2 separate regions of the Anas platyrhynchos genome follow, and region 1 is linked to region 2. A link is a contact called in public Hi-C data. All regions are on one chromosome and are shown on one strand. The core of a region is the stretch at or near the end of the contact, and the rest is flanking DNA. Distances in the headings are between cores, read along the strand shown.

Evidence for each region. Hi-C and Micro-C count contacts between places; a contact is called where the count stands out from the background.
Region 1: a Hi-C map of subcutaneous adipose tissue shows a contact between it and region 2, with 4 times the contacts expected there. The contact joins the enhancer-like site here to the promoter of RNF11 in region 2. A contact is called at or near these places in 5 of 8 Hi-C or Micro-C datasets (F1 follicle, liver, skeletal muscle and 1 more).

Annotation. Positions count from the first base shown.
Region 1 is chr8:33,011,727-33,017,559 of IASCAAS_PekinDuck_T2T, forward strand. TTC39A (tetratricopeptide repeat domain 39A) reads right to left here. Exons shown (of 19, transcript XM_072041623.1): 18 at 5,538-5,654; 19 at 597-2,503. The coding sequence ends at 2,383. Among named protein-coding and RNA genes, the nearest start is that of RNF11, 41 kb to the left of the region's middle. Within about 2 kb of position 3,970, at least 1 of the 8 cell types and tissues checked has an H3K27ac peak or open chromatin away from gene starts, as enhancers often do. A contact at or near this core is called in subcutaneous adipose tissue, where this site is marked.
Region 2 is chr8:32,971,485-32,977,129 of IASCAAS_PekinDuck_T2T, forward strand. It overlaps RNF11 (ring finger protein 11), which reads left to right and starts at 1,764. Exons shown (of 3, transcript XM_027462503.3): 1 at 1,764-2,447. The coding sequence starts at 2,325.

The sequences.
Region 1 (5,833 bases), core at 2,720-5,219, 42 kb after region 2:
GAGTAAAAGCAGACAATTCAAAATGTAACGTATCTAAAAATCAAGTCTGACATACGGTGGTAGCATACCAGATCCTCCATGCATCCTTTAGCAAGCAAGGTTTTATTCTCCTTTAGTGAGTTCAGAATAGTACAGTCCATAAGACCTTGTTGTATGACGGAGGTAATGTTTCCTCCTGGTTGGGAGCGAAAATGTGAGAGTGAAAGCACAGACTACTTGGTCATGACCAACTACGAGGTCCCCAACTGAAGCTGGAGATTATGCGTGTGATACGACGGGTGTTTATGTTCAACCAAAGGTGAGTATGAAAATCTCGGGATTTTCATCTTTGCAAAGAACCAGGGAAGTTGATTGCACGTCGCACAGTATGGCCTTTGTGCAACGCATCTGAGAGCACAGGCACAACTCAGTTGTGGGTGAAGTTTCAAAGACCATTTCAGTGGCCTTGAGATGAATCTACAGTCACAAGGATTGTTCAGTTTCTGCGAAGTACAGATTATGCTAATTCTCATGGCATTGCTTGCTCAAAAGATGCTAAGACTGCCAAAATGTTTGAAAAGAACACAACTGGAAGAAGAGGCGTTATATGCATGAAATAGAACAAGAATCTTTTTTATTCTATACAAAGAATGACTGAGTTTTTACACGTAAATTTTGATGTGCAAACGTAAATAGCATAACTGTTCGTACTGAATCGTATCTGAATTGAGAATTTATCTGAGAAAGTCACTTTAAAAAAAACGCATTCTTCACCTATAATTTTAACTTGGGAAGACTTTTATAAAGGGTGTCTATTTTTAATACAATGCAAGTTTTCACTGTTGAGGAACAGGTGGTTCTGTCTCCGTGCATATTAATTTGCATTATAAAACAATGTCATTTCTTTAGAAGAGGTAAAAGCAGAGCTACAAACTGTCAATTTTCTCTTCTGCTGGGAACAATCACTTTAGAAGGCATATTCACTGTGAGGTACTTATATACGAATCTTCCTGACAAGCATCTCCACTGGAGAAAAAGGGCTGTCAGAAGACCTCCCATTGCCACATACCAGAACAGCTCACGGGGAAGAATCTCCTTCAAAAGGGAGGTAGAACTGTGCCCTCAAAAAACACAGGTGTACACAAAGAGCTAGCCTGGAGAACAGTAAGTACAGTGCAAATTTGCTTTACGTGTGACTTCACCAGTTTTGCAGAAAAGCAGCAATTGTATGGCAGACAGCACTGGAAAAGAGAGCTAGCCCGTTGCTCTATTCTCAATGCCCTACTTCCTCACAGGTTCTCCAAAAAGATAATAAAGAGCAAAAAGAAAAAGATCTCCTTTGTAAATGGCAGAGCACCCTGCCAAGAGAGCCTGCTTCTGCTCCAGCCCAAGTTTCTTAACACAGGAAACACTGCCATATGGTCTCTTTAAACGTGGACATCTCAAGTAGGACATCTCTAAGAACAATCATTTTAAGAAGAAATTGACTGTCACAGTAACTGTATGGCTGTGCAGCCAGTGGAATATTGCTGTTTCTTAAGTGACCTTCAAGGACTTGTGCTTTGAATACGATATAAAGTTCAAATCATGTTTGTTCTGACGGCAGAGCTGTTTCCTAAAGTCTTCCCATTTTTAAACTTGTCAAAGAAGAGATGCAGTTTTATACTTCCATCTTATTCTTTTTTTTTTTTTTTTCCCTCTCTAAAATCCTTGGTAAATCATTCAGGCACTACAAGCAGCAGACTTGACATGAAGACAAGATTAAAGAAAATGTCAAGATACTTGCATAAGGGAGAACATTTTCTTCACTAGCAAGTTTCTTACAGCAGCAAAAAAGCAACTACTAAAAGCTAGTAAAGAGACATTCTATGCACAATTGAAAATGCCCAGGATTGAGAGCTCCTCCCTGCTGTGTTTCTTGTGCACTGAGATTTTCTCACATCATTTCAAGTAGAGACTTGGAAAAAGAGAAGCTTCCTTCTCAACTGCTAGCAGTATGAATTCAAATGAACGTTTAAAGCTCACTTTGATTAAATCCATGAACCATGAGAAGTTTAGTGTTGCTTTTTTTTTCCAGTTGTTCCACTTTATGTTCTATCTCGCTCAGCAGATGTTGTGAATACAAGAAAGAAAAGGCACATGATTGAAAAGAGAACTACACAGATGTAAGTATTCAAAAAGCCACTGTTGAAAAAACAATATTTTTATGGGTTATAGTTGGTTTGAGGTTGTTTTTTTTTTTTTGCCATATTATCACATTAGATTAATGTTTTATGCATCACCTTTAAAATTTTAAATGATTTGGTTTCTCAGTGACTTGAAAGAGAAGGAAAAATAATTCTGAAGTGTCAGTAATTGTCTGCACCAAAGTTTGCAACAAACAGCACATCAAAGAAGAAAAAGTTACGACACTGCCGAGGCTCCAGAGTGCATTCCATTTTCTGAGGAGGATTTGGCTTGATGCAGGGCAGCTTGAATTCTGAAATGTGTTCTCGTTTCCATGGAGTAATTCTTGTAGTTATGTCTAAAACAAAAGCAGATTCACTCTGATGAATATATATATATTTAAATATTTTCAAGTTATCTTTATATTATTGTTCTAAGCAAAACAACTGTAGACAGCAAAAAGCCTTTTCTTCACAAGCTCCTTTGTTGCCTACTGTAAAATACAAGGCATGTGTTTCTAGCCAAACAATGTAGCTCTTTGTTCTTTATTTGTAGTTCTACTGTCTGGCAATTACCAGAAAAATATAGCTTAATAAGAAATTGAATCTGTTCCACTCAATCAAAATATTGAGTCCATATTAAATATCCATAACATCCACTTAGTTTGCATTCAGAAATTAGGTGTTTTTTTTCACTCCCAAAGTATGACTGACAAATTTGAACACATATTTTCATTATTTTTTTCCTCATTTTAATAAGATGAGGAATGTGTGCTAACAGCAAGGATTTAAACATTTTGCAGCAGTGATATGAACTTATTTGGTAAGTATGGTAAGGACAGGAATGAGACTGACAACCACTGATAACTGCTAGGCAATGTAGAATGAACACTGTATTTCTAGATTATTAAAAAGCTGAAAAAATTTGTAATTCAAAGATGAAGTTTTAAATTGCCTACATTTGGTACAGTGGTAAAAAGAAAGATTTATATTTCAGTGATACCTTTTATTCTGAATACCTATAGTTGTCTACAAGCTACTTGCCAAACCACAATAAAAGAATTTAAGAAACATAAGAGAAATAACACCTAGGGAAAAAAAAAAAAAAAAATCCAAGACTTCCAAAGCAACAGAGGTGGGATCTGCTGTTCCCAGGACCACAGGGAAAATGCAGACCTTACCGGGAACCAACATTTCAATTCCTGAATAATGGAAACACAATCTAGATACCAATGAGGACTAGACCATGCTAATATTCTTTTAGTGGATACCATCATCTTCACAGAAACGTTACATCAAGTATTAAGCAGTCCATATATTTTAAAAGCATTTCAGCTCAGAATTCATAATTCAAATCAGTCATGGAGGCAAGCATCTGCCACTGTGGCAGTGTCAGTCTCTGCAAAAACAAGGGACTCCTCACCCATCCTACACCAGCTTAGAATTTTATGTATGCAGTACTCAAGAGGCTGGCTGAGGCGTGGAAATGAATGGGTTGTGCTGCATGCTGATCTGAAACACTTTGGAGATTTTGCTGAAAACTAAGTAGATTTTGTCATGCAGATATTAAAAAATGCCTCTTGTATTTCTCATCAGCAGGCTGATATTCTTGCTTATTGCTTATGGTAATACAAATAGAAATGTTTCCATGCATGATCAAGCCAAAACTGTTTATTATCTCATTCCTCTCCTTCTCTGAGAGTTGAAACATTCAAGCCAGCAGCAATACGTGGATTTAGGTCAAGTAAATCAAGCATCATGCACAAGCAGAGCTCTCATCTCCACTCCTGCCAACAGCAAGCATAATTTTGCAATCCTGAAATCCACCACAGACAATGCCTTCTCCCCCTAGTGGCTGAAAAGACACTCAGTATTTTTATCTGAAGGCTTATAAACCTCTGCATTCTGATCAAGTATATATAATGCTACAGGTGGTAACTTAAAGGTTGTACTTTTTAGTGACGAATTGAAATAAGACAGCCCCCCCCCTCTTTTTTTCCACATTTCCATGAGTTTTTTGAGCATAACAAGCCCGAGTATTAGCCTTTCAAACACCGGGTAACGAGATTTTAAAGAGCTGCTATCTGCTGTGCCCTTCTTTAAGCCAACATCTTCCCTTGAGGGGATCTGAGCCACACAAGCTGCCAGGTGAAAGGTGGGAAGGCTGAGCAGGGACTGGAAGCTGTACCAGACAGAGTGAGAAGCTCAGAAGCAGTAATTTCTAGGCTTCTTTTTAAGATTTGAGCAAAGAAACTGAGGATTTGAGGCAAGGCGTGCTTTGAGGAATGTGAAATTGACTGTAACAATTTCCATTGCGTTTTGCTAATGCAATTTTTGCTATTCCTAATAACTTCCATGAGTCCACAGAGAATCAGGGTCATGAGCACAGGAGATTAAGAGCTGCAATATTTTAATTTTTGTGTTGACAGGCTTTTGGCATCAGCTTCAGCAGACTGATTCACCATTCATACATGTTGGACTGACTTGGACAAAAGCTCAACAGAAAAAACTCTCTGCGACTTCTTTGGAAGTTGGGGCCAGAGATCAGTTTTGTAGCAACACACCTGCAGCAGGGGCTGGTGTGATGCTGTGCACTTGGAAACGTGCAACATCTGGCCTCATTCAGCAGATTTCTGCCTCAAGAAGGCAGAGAGGTGAACTGCCCTGGCTGCAGGATGCCTGAGGGAGATGAAGGTTGTTTGGTTTGGACTGCCTTTTTTTTTTTTTTTTTTTTTATTCCCTTTCCCCCCCCCCCCCATAGAAATCTTGGCTCAGCAGAGAAGGAAAGACTGGGACAGAGGCAAAATTCTATTTTGTTGATTTTATAATAAAGAACATACATGATCCAGTCCAACTATTCCTGATAAACCTACTTGGATAGAAACATCAATCACAACAAAAATAGCAATGGCAGGTGTTTCAGCTGTCTTTCAGATGCGGACGAAAGAACACAAAGATAAATGAAAACTGAAACATCATCTTCAGTGTATTTCATCAAGGAAAAAAACAGCACTCTTAGCTATCAATCTGAGTAATATTATTTCAGCCCTAACACAGAGCTTTGATTTCATCTAATACATCTTCTATGAATAAATAAATAGACTACAAAGATAATTACATTTAGTTACACATGGATTATTCCTTATGGAAGCCCTTGACATTCATATCAAGATCTTTAAAATTATTTTTGTTCTTACCAGAATGGATTGGTAACTCACAGACTGAACGATCAGATAGTGTCTACTACCTGAAAAGGCCCCAGCCAAAACTAGGGCATGTCTGCTTCTGCTGAATAAAGGAAACAATGAGTTTGTGCGGTATTATCATGTCTACTTCCTACCCATCAGTAAAATAACATACTGACCCGTCAACAAAGACTTTTAAATTGCTTACTTTGCTCTTTCCAGTAGTTTTATTGCTTCTTCTCTTCTATCCTGGTCCAGATACAGTAACGCAAGCTCCAACAATGCATTTGGAATTAGATAATGGTCATATTTTATCTTCTTCTCACTACATTGGAAAAGAGAGAGCCTCAAGATCTTGAAATGATATATTATTTCCTTCATTTAGGAGCTCCAAAAACAAATAAATAGGAGATTAGCTAAGATCAGAAAGAGCAATCAATCTTTATCACAACACCTGTTGTGTTCTCTACCCAAAGCTACCTACCAGGCTATTAAAAGTGTACT
Region 2 (5,645 bases), core at 514-3,013:
GTAAATGGCACAGAAAAACAAGTGGCTTAAACCATCTCCGCTTCAAAGAACTCAGTGGTGGCTGGTAGTTGTTCTTCGTCGTTCAAAGCTCTCACAGGTGCAGAGCTGTTCGTGTTGCAAGGCCAAACGTGAACTTTTGCTTCCTCTTTGGTCTCTGTGAGTCTGTCATAAAAAGCAGACCTCTTTTGCCATTTGACAAGTCTCCTCCTTAAATGGAGCCCAAGTTCAGGGTATCCTGTACCTACTTAGGTGCAAGTTTTAACTGGGCGTAGCAGTTAGTGATAGTTCTTTTGGAGATCTGGCTCAAGAGAAATACAGGCACCACCTGCTCTGTGGGACCCCACAGTATATCCCAGCTGTGTCCTGGCTACCTATCAGGATGAGACCAGGGATCCACATTTGCATGCAGAAAGCTAAACCTTGGCATGCCAGCCCAAAGGAAGGCACCCTGTGCTGCCACAGGACCTCTCCACTGTGCAGGATCAGGAATGCAAGGCACACTGGGGGTGCAGCCACAGCGACTACAGGGGCTCCACAGAAAGAGTAAGATGTGAAGTGGCAGTGAACAGACACCTTTCTAGCTGCCAGCAATCTTGTTGCTGATGTTGCCCCTGCACAACTGATGATCTCTGTAATTGGGCTGGAAATCCAGTATAAGTTTCTGGCAGTGGCAGCTCTGACATTGCTTTCACCTTGAAACCATTCTTGGGTTAGGCAACGGCTCCTCTCTAACTACTGTTTGCCTTCCTAATTCCCCTATTAAACCAAGTGAACTCACTCTTATGATAAACACCCAAATGACCGCATCATGACAGCAGTCATTATTAGTTACATCAGGCCATTGCAAAGCCTTTCTATCACAAGCAATGCTTATGTCTCCAGCAACATTTCTAGTCTTAGTTTCTTAGAAAGGTCTAAAACCATTTTGAACGCCATAAACATCAGTAATAACTTCTCAATTGCTGTAGCTTTTACTCTGAAGGTGTTTAGGTTATCCAGTGGTAAGCAGCTAAACAAAACTTCTGAACGGTAATGAAGGGAAATCTTCACGGAGGAGCTCACATGGACAATCATCAGAAACACTGCTCCAAGTTCTTCAGCCACCACAGGACCTCTTGAATGTTAAAGTAAATGTTGTAGAGCCAAATACTTCATTGTGGTCAACTGGTTTATAGATACTTTGACCTAAGATGGCTGCTCATTGGGACTGATAAAGCTGGGAACATTTGAAGGGTTGTCCTGTAAAATGAAAAAAAGTGTTTCCCCTCTACATTGGTCCGTGTTAGTGTGAGGGGGCATTTATTCTCTCGGAGTCTGCAGGTACTTAAATCCAAAAGGTGTTTTTGTTTGTTTTCTTAGTACAGGAGTTAAATGTGCAGTTAATACTTAATACTTGCTCATCACATTTTGTGATGAAACACAAAAAAACACCACCACAGAGACACAGATGTGACGAAATGCCTTTTGCTTTTCTCTCTACACTTCGAGTTGTGGGCTCTAAACCCGTGCCCTCCCAGCAACTCCAGGCGCTCAGCACAAAGGCCACCATCTTCGGGGGACCTCTCCTGAGGAACCCGGGGCCGGGGCGGGCCCTTGAGCCCCGGAGAAGCCCAGGACGGGCACCCCGCTGTCCCCTCACGGTGCCTGGGCGGCCTTTTCCTCCCCGGCCGCCCGGAAAGCAAACACAACACATACACAGAGCCCCTGGAGGTGGAGCACGGCGGCACCCTCCATTTTGGGGGAGGGCAGAAGCCCCAACCCCGCAGGCAGCAGCCGGGCCGGAGCCCTCTCAGCTCAGCCTGGCCTCATCCCGCTGGGGCCGGGCCGTGCTCCCGGCCGGGCTCGGGGACAGAACCGGGCCTTGTGGCTGCCATCTCGGCCCGGCGGGGCGGAGTGAGAGGAGGAGCCGGGGCGGGCCGTGCGACAAAGCCCAGTGCGCAGCAAGCTGGTGACCAGGAAGCACAACAGCGCCGGGCTGCCGCGGGGCGGGCGGCGGGCGGACCCCAGCTCAGCCCCCGCTGCCCCCCAGCTCCCGGGGCCCCCCGGGGCTGGGAGCCGAACCCTGCCGTGCCCTGCCCTGCCCTGCCCTGCCCAGCCGGGGGTCGGGGCGGCTGCGGAGCGTGCGGGGGAAGGAGGGAGGGCGGCCGGGCTGCCGCTAAGCCGCTTAGGGCCGGGGCTGGCATGAGCCTCCCCGGCGGGGCGGCTGCGGGCTGCGCGCTGCGGCGGGGAGGCTGAGGGCGCCCAGCCGCCGGCGGCGGGGTCCGGCGGAGAAGGCGGAGGGGAAGCCCCGCTCCCGAGGGCCGGGGGGTGGGAGGGGGTGGAAGATGGGGAACTGCCTCAAGTCCCCCACGTCGGATGACATCTCGCTGCTCCACGAGTCGCAGTCGGACAGGGCCAGCTACGGGGACGGGGCTGAGCCGGATCAGGAGCCGCCGCCGCCATATCAGGTACGGGGGGGAGGGGGGGCGGACCGGGGCCGGGCCGGGCTCCCCGCGGGGCCGGCTCTGCCCCCTCGGTGCCTTCGTCCCGGTGCCGGGCAGCGAGCTGAGGAGCTCCCGGTCCCTGAGGCCGCCCCCCCGGGGGCCGCTGCTTTGTTCGGGCCGGCCTCGAGGCTGGGGGGGGGCGGCGAGATCCCGGCCCTAATCGCCCAGGGGCCGGGGCCGGGCCCGGAGGGGGAGGCGAGGGCCCGCGGGGGGGAGGCTCCGGGTTTCGGCTCCGGGTTTCGGCTCCAGAAAGGAGGACCCCGAATTTGGGGCAGTGCCGCTTCCTTTGTTGTCCCTGCCCGGTGACATCACTGGCTGGTGCTGCTCGTTTCTCGGTGCTGGCGAACGGGAGGCCACAGGCACTTGCAGGAGAGCTGCTCTTTGTCTGGCTCTATTTACTCCAGCCTCTGCTCCGCGCTTATTTTTAGCCGGGGCTGATCCGTAGCGAGGAACTTTTTGTAATCCAGTAGATCCTATTCCCTTCGGCTGCCGGGGGGGGACCTGGAAGGGGTGGTTTTCCCATTGGATTTTCTGTCTGGAAAGGATATGTTAATGCACATCTTGATGAGTAACCGGGGAGGGAGAAAAATGCTGGGTGTTTTCTGTATTATAGCCCTCACAGGAGAGGGTAGCGATGCAGAATCCCAGTGCCAGTAGTAACCAGAAGCCTGTTTTTGACCTCTGTTCAATGCGATGGCTCCCCAAAAAGGCAGCTGGACTTGTGGTTGCACTCATCCACTCCTGGTGATCTCCATCCCCGTATATAAAAACATATATGGCGTTAAACAGGCCCTCTGAAGGCTGCACAGCACTAAAAAAAAAAAAAAAAGAAGAAAACAATACAAGGAAGAATGTCGACAGTATAGCTGCACGTTTTATTCGAGTTTTAAGTGTCTTCCTATCTGAAAGGGTGGAATGGGATAGATCAGTGAAATCTAAAAGAAATGACTGCTTGAGACACAAATTCTGGAGGGTGGCTTGAGAGCTCCTTATTGTCAAGGGTGGGAGTCGTTCAGTCGTTGCAGACCTTGACGTATAATTAACAAAATTGCAGGAAGTATTTAACTGGGTAGACGTGTAATCTGCGAGTGCTTTACAAGCTCAAGAATTACAGCTCTGATAGGAAGTCCCTTAAGTGCTCAAGAGGAGCCACATGCGTACCAGTCATCGGTGATGCAGGGGGACAGCGCTGGTATTGCTTGGCACCGCGTAGCTGTTTGCTTTGCACATGTGCAGGAGCCTAACATTTAGAAGGAATTTCCCAAGATGGGTTATTTTTCTCTGAATTCTGAACTGTCTGACCAATAAAGTGTTTGACAGCAGATTAATATTTTTAAAGGTCGTGTTGTTCTAAGCTAAACCTCATTGTCCATTCTGTTTAGGAATGCATCGTGTTTTTGTTACAGCGTGGACAGCCAACTTGGTATGTTGATTTTTGTTGCGTTTGCATCTGCGATTTCTGGGAAGACTTGGAAAAGTCTTTCAAAAGAAAAAAAGCTGTTAGCTCTTGTGAGAGTTGAGAAATCCCATTTTGCAGGCCTTCTCACGTCACCTTCAGTGGTAGATAAGCAGACATCTTCCTCAGCTGCTGGTGTTGTGGTTTTTTAAACAAAGAATTTGTACGTAGGTGTGGATGGTTGACTGAGAAAACTGTAGACAGTAAAATCAGTGAACTTTCAGACCTCTGTTATTGAGTAAGTGCATTCATACCCAAACTTTCCGCATTTGAATAGAGCAGTCTAGCATTAAGTGATGTGCACACAGGTGTTTGGCTGTCCTGAATGGCACCGCTATCCAAAAACCCCATACATGAATCTACCAATTGCTAGACCCTCACTGTAACATGGTGTTTTGTGCCTCCTCGTCAAAATTCAAAGGTTCTTGTTCCATAAGTCTTAAACCACAGTGATTTGTGACTTTAAAAAGAGACATTACTTACAATGTTGTGCAGTATTTTGTGCACTTCAAGGTTAAGGGGATTGATAACTTTGAATTGTATCAGGCCTAATGCACAGGCCAAATGCTGAACTTGGAGGATTCCTTGTGCTCCATTATTGCTGTTGTGGCTGCAGTAGCTTATGATCTCATTTTAACTTCCAAATGGCAGCTTGGATTCAGGGTTACAAATGGGAATGTAGGAGTTCTGTCCTTATGTGTGGTAAATACTTATTTCACAATGTTTTAACCAGAGTTAACATGTACATGAGAACGTACAGACCTGAGGAGGGAAGGTGAGGAAGAGGACAAAGTGAGTTTGAAAACTTGTTTGTGGCAATTGGAGAGTGCGCAAGAAACTGGAAGATTAAAACCTAATTGCTGGAGCTTTAGTCATGAAATAGACGTATTTTGGTTTGCTTCCTTTGGGTTTGCAGCAGTGATGTGCCAACTTCCTGAACAGCTCTTGCAAGGTATGCAAGTGAAGAGAAGGAAGCTTGCTGATGAAGAGGTAAAGATACAGTAGAGAAGGACTTGTATGTCTCTTTTAACTCAAGTCTGTGTTATTCTGACACTTAAAACATGTTAAATTGCCTGGCACGCTTGTGCTGAGGGCATCCATATGGGAATCTAGTTAAGCCATAATTTTTTCAGGTGTTAACTTCTAACAGCAAAACGCGCTTCCAATAGTCACTTCATTATTGCATGTCAAATTTACTTTATGATTGAGTGATATCAGATCACTCAGAAATAAAATTTCTGCTTCCAGAAGTTAGATTGAAAATTGGATTGTCATTGTAATGACATAATGAGGAATATGCCTTCCATTCAGAGGCTCTGCATATACCTGTCTGCTGTCAGTGCACCGTAAGCTACAGGAAGAAGGCTTCAGAGGGAAAACATCTTTTTAAATAGCCATCCAGATTTATGAGAAAGAGGTCCATGAGGACATCAGCCATTTTCCAGAGCATCAAGCTTAAAGGCTAACATGGGAAATAATTAAAACACATACAAAAGAGTGTGTTTGTATGTGTTGCGGGGAAAAGGAAACTATTTTAAGAGTTGACCAGCATTTTCACAGACAGAGGCTGGTTTTGGATGCCTCCATTTTAGAATCCTGGAATTACAACTGTTTTTCTAAGTGCTGAGCACATGCAACTCCATTTCTAACCGGTGAATCTGATTAGGAACAAGTTAGCTTTGGTTTTGTTTCTTCTCAAGTCCTCA